2 separate regions of the Mus musculus genome follow, and region 1 is linked to region 2. The links are chromatin contacts, called in public Hi-C maps. All regions are on one chromosome and are shown on one strand. Each heading gives the region's core, a stretch centred on a gene start, on an enhancer-like site or on the middle of the called end of the contact. The rest is flanking DNA. Distances are from core to core; before and after follow the strand shown. Region 1 overlaps Ajap1 (adherens junction associated protein 1). Region 2 has its middle 150 kb from the start of Gm31055.

Region 1 (4,202 bases), core at 1,326-3,825, 440 kb after region 2:
GGTCCCTGACACATGCCGACCATGGACTAACTTGCTTACTCGGATGGGGAATTGCATTCTTACCGTGAACAGCTCATTTCCTTGACAGACATACTCTCTGATGACATCACTGTTTACTCTGAACTGGCCCGGGCTGCTGTGTGACCCGCTACATGATTCCTTTTATAGCCTGGAGCTTGCACACACATTGAGCCATCCCTCTCATGTGGAATACCAGCTTTTATGGCCTTGATTTCCCCACCCTCTGCTTTCCCAAGCTGCCGCCATCCTGGATGAAGAGCTGTCCACAGGTTCTCATCCTATGTTAGCCAGCCTCCACCCATGTGGCCAGCATGTGCCTGGACACCACTAGGGAAGAGGAAGGGGGCATGAGCCAGGCACTGGGACCCAGGAAATGCTGACCAACAAAGCCACACACACACCCAGAGCACCTGTCCTTCTGTGAAGAACAGCAGTAGACACCAGAGATGAGCTGGGTGCCCTACAGCCAAGGAGGGCAGTTTGAGATGGTGGCAGGTCCCATGGAAAGGATGGCCAGAGAAAACCTGGGACCTGCACGCACGGCAGGAACTAGCAAGCCAAGAAAAGTGCTGGGCAGCCAGCCCCCGAGGGAGCTATTCTTGTTTCTAGAATATTCTCTCTACGGTTTTTGAAATAACCAGCTGGCCTAGCTGTTTCTTCCAAGGAACAAAACAGAGTGTCAGGAGTGTGGGTCAGGAGCTCAGGGGCCTCTCCAGGGAACATCCTGCTAGCTCAGTACCTTGCAAGTATGGGCTAACCATGAAGCATGGCAGCCCTCCTCTGGGCAGAGATGGAGCCACCTGGCCCTGGAAAACCAGGGGAAGCTGAGAGTATAGAGATGGGGTGAAGGTCAGCCTGGGGCAGCCAGGAGGACTCAAGCACTCTGCCTGTCACACCTTCTTCGGCTTTTAAGATCCAGTTACAAGACAGTGCTCGGGGAATTCCTGTGGCTGGGTTGCCACCTGCCTACCTTGGGAAAGAGCATTGGTGGCCCTGCTGACCACAGCATTTGGTTCCTCTCTGCTGACTTCTGGAGCTAACACCCTTGCGACTGTCCTCCCTGCTTTGGGCAAATCCAGTAACACTTCCCCCTTGTGCCCCTCCTCCTGGGTGTCCTATCTCTTGGCTTGTTCAGAAGCCTGGAAAAGACCTGTCTGAGAGCATGCTGTCCCCAGGGTCAGAGGACAAACAAGTGGGTCATCTATTCGCCAAGAGCCCCTCATCCACATATCCCCAGGTCCAGTATTTTCTGAGTTGGGTGCCTCTGAAGACATTTTCTCCCCATCTCTGGAGCTGGTGGCTCTGTGGGGTCACCTCAGTGGTATTGGCTTTTTGTCTCTGAAAGAAGAGATGCTGCAAAGTTAGGCATCTGGCCCTAGGAGAGAGAGACAGGTCAGAGGCTTTTCAATCCAGCTGGGCCGGAAACGTCACATTCGGTGACGCACCAGGCTCGCCTCGGCCGCCAGCAGCATCTTCTGGAGCTCTTTGCCAAAGTTTTGGATTCTACTGATTTGTCGTAAATAAACTCGGTTTTCACTCCCTTCACACAAATCATCTTTTTTTTTAGAACTTTTTTTTTTTAATCAAACGAGCAAGTGTACGGGGAGGCGAGGAATTGGGAGGAGCGTGACTAATATGGAGGTTCTGGAAATGAAACAAGGGACGACGTTGGCCTCTGTTTTCACAGCAACAAGAAGCCAGAAGAAAGCAGCTCCCTGGGCAGGGTGTCAGTATCTTAGAAGCCAGGAGGACAGGTGAAATGGGGCAGTGAGTGGCTCACAGGCTGTATGAGGCTTTCTCCTGAACATGGGTGTCTGACCTGAGGAGAGCTGGTCAGCAACGTCCTGCTGATGGTAGAACAGAACTGGTGGCTTCCCCCCAACTCTTCTGCAGGCGGCATAGCTGGCTTTGACTGCCCACTGTGGACTGTGAGGTTCGGAAGCACCTGGTCTCTGGCACAAGGCACACTGGGCGGTGGGGAATTTAACCGTCCAGAAGTCTTTGCCCTTAGCTCCTGGGAGGCATGAATTGCCGGGTTGTCCTGTCCAACGTAACTGTCTCTATCACACACTAGGTCCTCAACCACCAGAAGACTGGGACAGAGCTGGTGACGCAGTCTTCAGCCATGTCTACGTGGCTGAGCTTCATAAATCTGTGTGCCGTCTCCCACAGAACAAGGCAGGAAAGAGGTCTATCTCCACTCCACAGATGGTACAGCCAGACTCTGGAACCCTGCCCCACAGTTTTCCTCCCAGCAGACTTCGGTCCCTATCCTTTTTCTATGGCAGGCCACAGCTCTTACTATCGCAGTATTTGCTTCCTGTCTGCCTTGGCTGTAGTGGACCCTGAGGGTCCCGGGACCCCAGTAGCTACAGAGAGTATCAGAAGGTTGGTGTCAAAGTCGGGGTGTCGGGGAGTGCTCCCAGTGCTGGCTCAGAACATCGAGGAGGAACAAAGCTGTGCCGGTCGGGGTCGGTCATCACACACCTCTGTCCTGTGCAGGTGCTTGCCCCTGTCCCTGTCAAAGGGGGCGGTGCTCTCCGCCTGCAGGAAGATGCTGCAGCCTGCGCTCCGGAATTCTCCGTGTGGCCACCCAGCCCTGTGACTCACACTGGATCTGTGCAAAATCTGTGTTTGAAAACGCTGGATGTCAAAAAAGGAAGAGCAGAGGCAGACCGCACGACAGAAATAGGCCCGTGGAGACAGAGACGAAGCGAGCCTTTCTTTTGCACCAAACTCTCTGCCAGGGATCCAAAAATCCCAGGCAGGAGGGAGGAGAAGATATGGCCTGAGCATCCTGCAGCCTCCTGGGATAGCCACTGCAGCCTCTCCTTGACCCTGAGCCCAGGAAGGGCCCTGAGCCCAGCAGGAGAGAACCTGAGCCAAACCTGCCCAGACTCACTCTGAGCATCAGGTGCTACATGATGACGTGAGACAAGACAGTAAGTACCTATTCTGGTCAGAGTTGCAGTTTCCCGTGGAGCACCTCAGTGGAACCTGAAATCCTCCTGCATTGTTTACAAGACCACACACTGGGGAGCCGCTTCTGCAGGTGCCTCTTTCCAACCTCAGAGAGCCCGTCCTTCACGGAAGTGTCTCCCTCCACCTTGGATTCTCCCGTGTCTCTCAGGGGCTTTGGATCAGGAGAGCGAGCTTCAAACAAACACACAGTGAAATGCACTATCTACCCCCATGTAGACCGCTGTGAAATCTGGGTGCCAGCCCACTGCCCCACACTGAAGCTCTGTCCAGCTCTGTCCAATGTCACTGCATTGTGCCCATGGGCTCTGGGGTTGAAGCAGTGTGTCTGGTAGATTTTGTTACTTCCATACCTCAGTCCCCTTCGTGCTGGGGTGAGTTGGGGCCCAACAACCCCAGAAGAAACTAGCGGAAATAAAGTTCATAGTAGAGGCCAATGTGACTTAAATTGCTAGGTATATTCCAAGTCACCCTGAGGGCTTTGGGATCATTGCATACAACACGGACTGTGGAGACAGGTCACTCGGTGTATACACACATGAGATTAAGATTTCCAGCAGTTCTGAGTCTCAGAAGGTGACAGAGGCCTCAGGATACTGTGCTGACTGGAAGTGAGGGGTGGTGTTTGGAGCACTGGCTTCCAGGTCTGTTCTTACCAGCTCCTGGGAAAGCAAGCTGGGGCAGTGTGCACCTGTGGATAGACATAGCACAGAACAATCTAAAGTGCCACATTCCCACTCATTACCTTCCTAAGAACCAGGGGTTCTGCTTGCTCCTACTCGCAGAAGCAATGGCAAGCGACAGACTGATTGCTCTTAGAATGGAAGGTCAGTGGTTTTCTGGTCTTCACACCAATGCCCTTGGATGGACAGGGATGCGATGGGGACTCAGAGATAGGAAGAGCATTGGAAAAGAACTGAGGGGCCGAACTGGGTTCAGCACCCCGGGAAGGGCTGGGTTCTGAAGGCCTTGAAGATGGGAGGCAGAGTGAGGACCAAGGGAGAGGATTGTGCACAGTAGGGGATGCACACAGTGGGAGGTACAATTTGAACACCACCACCGTTGCCAGGAGCTGTGGTTGCTCTTATATTAATTCATCATCATGACGCAGGTGGTGATGGTGTCAGTCTTAAACTTTGTGCCTTGCTTTGCTTTGCTTCTTCTGTAGGAGGCACAACCATCACTCAGCTCCACCTCGAGCA
Region 2 (3,694 bases), core at 343-2,842:
ATTCTCCTAGAAGAGTTGAAGAATAAAGGAGGAGGAGGAGGAGGAGGAGGAGGAGGAGGAGGAGGAGGAGGAGGAGGAGGAGGAGGAGGAGGAGGCGGCAATGACAATGGACCCTAGACCCTGAGGAACACATCCTAGGTGTAGAGCTATGTTCATGAGTTTTCTCTTCATTCACTGCTCCTCTTCATAAGTCAGTGAGAGTTTTAGTGTTCCAGCCAAGATTAATCGGGTGTTTTATTTAACCTTCTCTTGAACCCTACCAGGTGTGTGTGTGTGTGTGTGTGTGTGAGAGAGAGAGAGAGAGAGAGAGAGAGAGAGTCTCTGTGTGTGTTTGTGCATGCGTGAGTGTTGTGTGCACATGTATGAGTCTGTGTGTGCACATATGTGAATCTGTGCATATATGTATAAGTGGGTGCACATGTGTGACTGTGTTTGTGCACACATGTGAGTCTCTCTATATGTGCTTGCACATGTGTGAATTTGTGTGAGTTTGTGTGCATGTGTGAGTCTGTGTGTATGAGCATGCACATGTGAGTTTGTATATTTTTGTGTATGTGTGTGTGTGCACATGTGTGAGTCTGTATATGTGTCTGCACACATGTGTGAATCTGTATGTATATAGTGTATATATGTAAGTTTGTGCACTTATGTGAGTCTGGTTGTACTTGTGCATGTGTGAGTGTACACATATGTGAGTGTATATGTGTGCACACATGTGAAAGCCTGTGTGTATGTGGGTGAGTGTGTGCACATGTGTGAGTCTGTGTGTGCCTATGAATATGAAGGACTGTGGTCAACCTCAGATTTCATTCCTTATGTGTCACCCCATGTTTGTTTTATGTTTTGTTTTGTTTTTGAGGCAGACTGTCTCGTTAGCCTGGAACTCTTTGAGTCAGTAAAGCTTGTGGGTTGTGAGGCCGGGGATTTGTCCATCTCCATCTCCATCTTCTGAGCATGGAGATTATAAGCACTGGCCACCATGTCCAGATTTCTTGTGTAGGTGCTGAGGATCAAGCTCAACTCCTCATACTTGTGTGGCAAGAACTTTACTTGTGAACCCATCTTCCCACCTTACACTTGAGCCTAGATGCCAACCAGCAGACAGCTCTGTAGGGATACATAAAGCATTCGCAGGGTACATTACTGTAAGTGGGTGCACATGTGTGACTGTGTGTGTGATCAGTCTAATCCTACTCTGAGCAAGACTATTGCTTCCATTTTACAGATAAAGAAACAGACCCAGAGAAGAAAAGTTGTAGGGCTGGGCAGTCCTCTCCAAATCCTGTGCTGCAGGCACCATCTCAGATGCAGGGAGAACCTAACCTCTGAGTCAGGCCTCAGGGGTCAATCCCAGAGCCAAGTGTACAAGGTACAGCCCTCCCCCAACCCCAGTGTTTAACTGGCACCTAGCAAAAGGCTGCAAAGATCTCAGAGCAATTTGTTTCTCACAGTGACTTCACGCCCGCACCCAGGAGTCCAGAAATAACAGGATTCCAACCCGATCACAGCTTTGCAGGCACTTGCTCTACACTCAACAGATGCCTTCGGAGTCTGCAATATTTCCCACTGTCGGAGCTGAAAAAGCAATAAATAATAAGGCTCTCACATTTGCATAGCAATTGAACACTGCACGGTGGAATGACTGTGCGTCTTTCCTCCCCAGGATTCAGTGTCGCTGGCTGAATCTTTGGGACGTTTGCTTACCATCTCCAGGATGCTATAGAAAGCAAATATTTAGACGACACGAACATTATTCAGTTTTAGAACATTTTTTTTTCCTTCAGAAAAATAAATGTTACGTAAAGCAGATGGTGCTCCGGTCTCTGCTCAGCTCGTGAGCCTCCGTAATTTATTTTTACACTCTTTGTGTGATGCTTTCGTTACAGAAACCCCGTATGGCAAGCACAGATGTGCGAGAGGCTCTGGCCGTCCTTTCTTTCTTTATCCACCCGCTGATGAAGGACTGTACAGAAGAAAGCTAATCCCAAACAAATCCCACTTTAGGTTAGCTTTTATATAAAAAACAAAAACAACCCAAAGCCCTCACAGTAAAACTCAAAGAGCTGCCCCTGTGCTTGGTCACCCCAGACTTCCGTAAGCCGCTGGGTGCTGGTGAGAGAGCGGGCGTTTGTTCTGCTCCGAGGAAACTCCGAGTGTTTGGAAATTTCTGATATGACATGGGCTGTGATTTATGAGGCCTCTGCCATTTCGTACTTTGTCAGCATTAACTTAAAGTAAGGATTCCGTTGAGACGCACAGGATTTGTGACACGAACTGTAAATTTCAGAACCTACGAGCTTTGTCCAATTTGGTCTAAATGTGTGTACTGGGAGGAGGAAAGTGGGGTGGAGACAAAGGAAACTGAAGCCTGGGCACCGAGGGCTGCAGAGAAGGCGCCTCTCCAAGTCTGTGTCCCCATCCTTTGGAGAAAGCATGTAGCAAGAAGCGCTGCTCGGTTGTGAGGAGGTGCATTTAATTTAATGTTGCTTCCATGATTATTGAAGAATGGTTACAGGAAGATTAAGCTGTAAAAGAAATGGCGTTCACAAATGGCAAAGGGACGCAGCGATCCATCAATCACGTGGGCTGCCGGGCACCTCAACTCCACTTCCTTCTACTTCATTATTAAGAAGAATGACTAATCGCAGTCAGGCTTCCCACGCAGCTCTGAGTTCCGCATCTCAAGGTCCTGTCACAATATTAACCTCTTCACAAGTGAACCTTTGTAATTCCAAAGTTCAAGTGAAGTGAGCCCAGAGCTGAGCCATGAGCCTGCCAGGGACCAGGATGCACTAGGGTGATTCGTGTACCCTGCCCAAGCTTTTCTGCCTCCAGCCCAAGTGGGTGCTGGACTCTGGTCCAAGGGAACCGCTCTACGGGCAGCCATAGTGCGGACAGACTCAAGAGGATCTGTCTGGGAGCCCGGTGCCCAAGGTTCACTGCCCAAGGTTCTGCTGTCTCCACAGTTTCACCAGGAGTGAGGGATGATGGGAGATTAAGAGCGAGAGAGTCCTTTACAATAAAAGGCATACGCCCGGCAGTACTTAGAAGGTGACACCATAAATCCTTGGTTCCTATTTGCAGGAGGGGCAGCCTCCTCCTGCCTTGCTTACATAGGTATCCTAAGATCAGATAGGAACCAACAGAGATTTATCCTTTGTGGATTGGCTGTCTGAGAGGTGATTGGTTCCATGATGGAGCCAAACAGCAGCCAGGAGCCCTCTCCCCATTCCCGTATCTGAGCTGAGTGTAGGGGGGAAATATAATAAGAATCTACAGTATTAAAAAATATATTAAAATCTGAATACCCCAAAATCAATGTGAGGGGAAGCCTTTTTTTTTTTTTTTGGACTTATTCATTCATCTTTCTACCAACTCATCCATCTGCCTGGTAACCTACCTACCCACTTCATGCAGGGAATATGGCTGAACATCTGTGGCATGCCAGACAGTATTCTTGGTGCTAGGATTAACATGAACCAAATTGTACCTTGTGTGGCTCACTTGAAGGGGAGACAGTAACAGAAGCAGAGTAGACTGAGGGCTGCCCAGCCCTGTGGCTCTCAGAGAACCTTCCTCCTGCCCCAGGAAGCATGGATGTCCAGAATCTGCGAGAAGCTTAAATCTCAACCCATGTTTGCTTCTAGACCTGGTTGGAGCTCAATGGGAATCCCCAGGCCTACTTCCTGGGAGG

What was found. Hi-C and Micro-C count contacts between places; a contact is called where the count stands out from the background.
Region 1: a Hi-C map of cortical neurons shows a contact between it and region 2, with 2.2 times the contacts expected there. The contact joins two enhancer-like sites. A contact is called at or near these places in 2 of 39 promoter capture datasets (liver and stem cell-derived epiblast-like cells), 1 of 484 Hi-C or Micro-C datasets (cortical neurons) and 1 of 115 datasets of contacts at active chromatin or transcription factors (embryonic basal ganglia).

Annotation. Positions count from the first base shown.
Region 1 is chr4:153,457,471-153,461,672 of GRCm38.p6, forward strand. The region is part of intron 1 of Ajap1 (adherens junction associated protein 1); the gene reads right to left. Among named protein-coding and RNA genes, the nearest start is that of Ajap1, 23 kb to the right of the region's middle. Within about 2 kb of position 2,576, at least 15 of the 459 cell types and tissues checked have an H3K27ac peak or open chromatin away from gene starts, as enhancers often do. A contact at or near this core is called in cortical neurons, where this site is marked.
Region 2 is chr4:153,016,644-153,020,337 of GRCm38.p6, forward strand. No RefSeq gene overlaps it. Among named protein-coding and RNA genes, the nearest start is that of Gm31055, 150 kb to the right of the region's middle. Within about 2 kb of position 1,593, at least 35 of the 459 cell types and tissues checked have an H3K27ac peak or open chromatin away from gene starts, as enhancers often do. A contact at or near this core is called in cortical neurons, where this site is marked.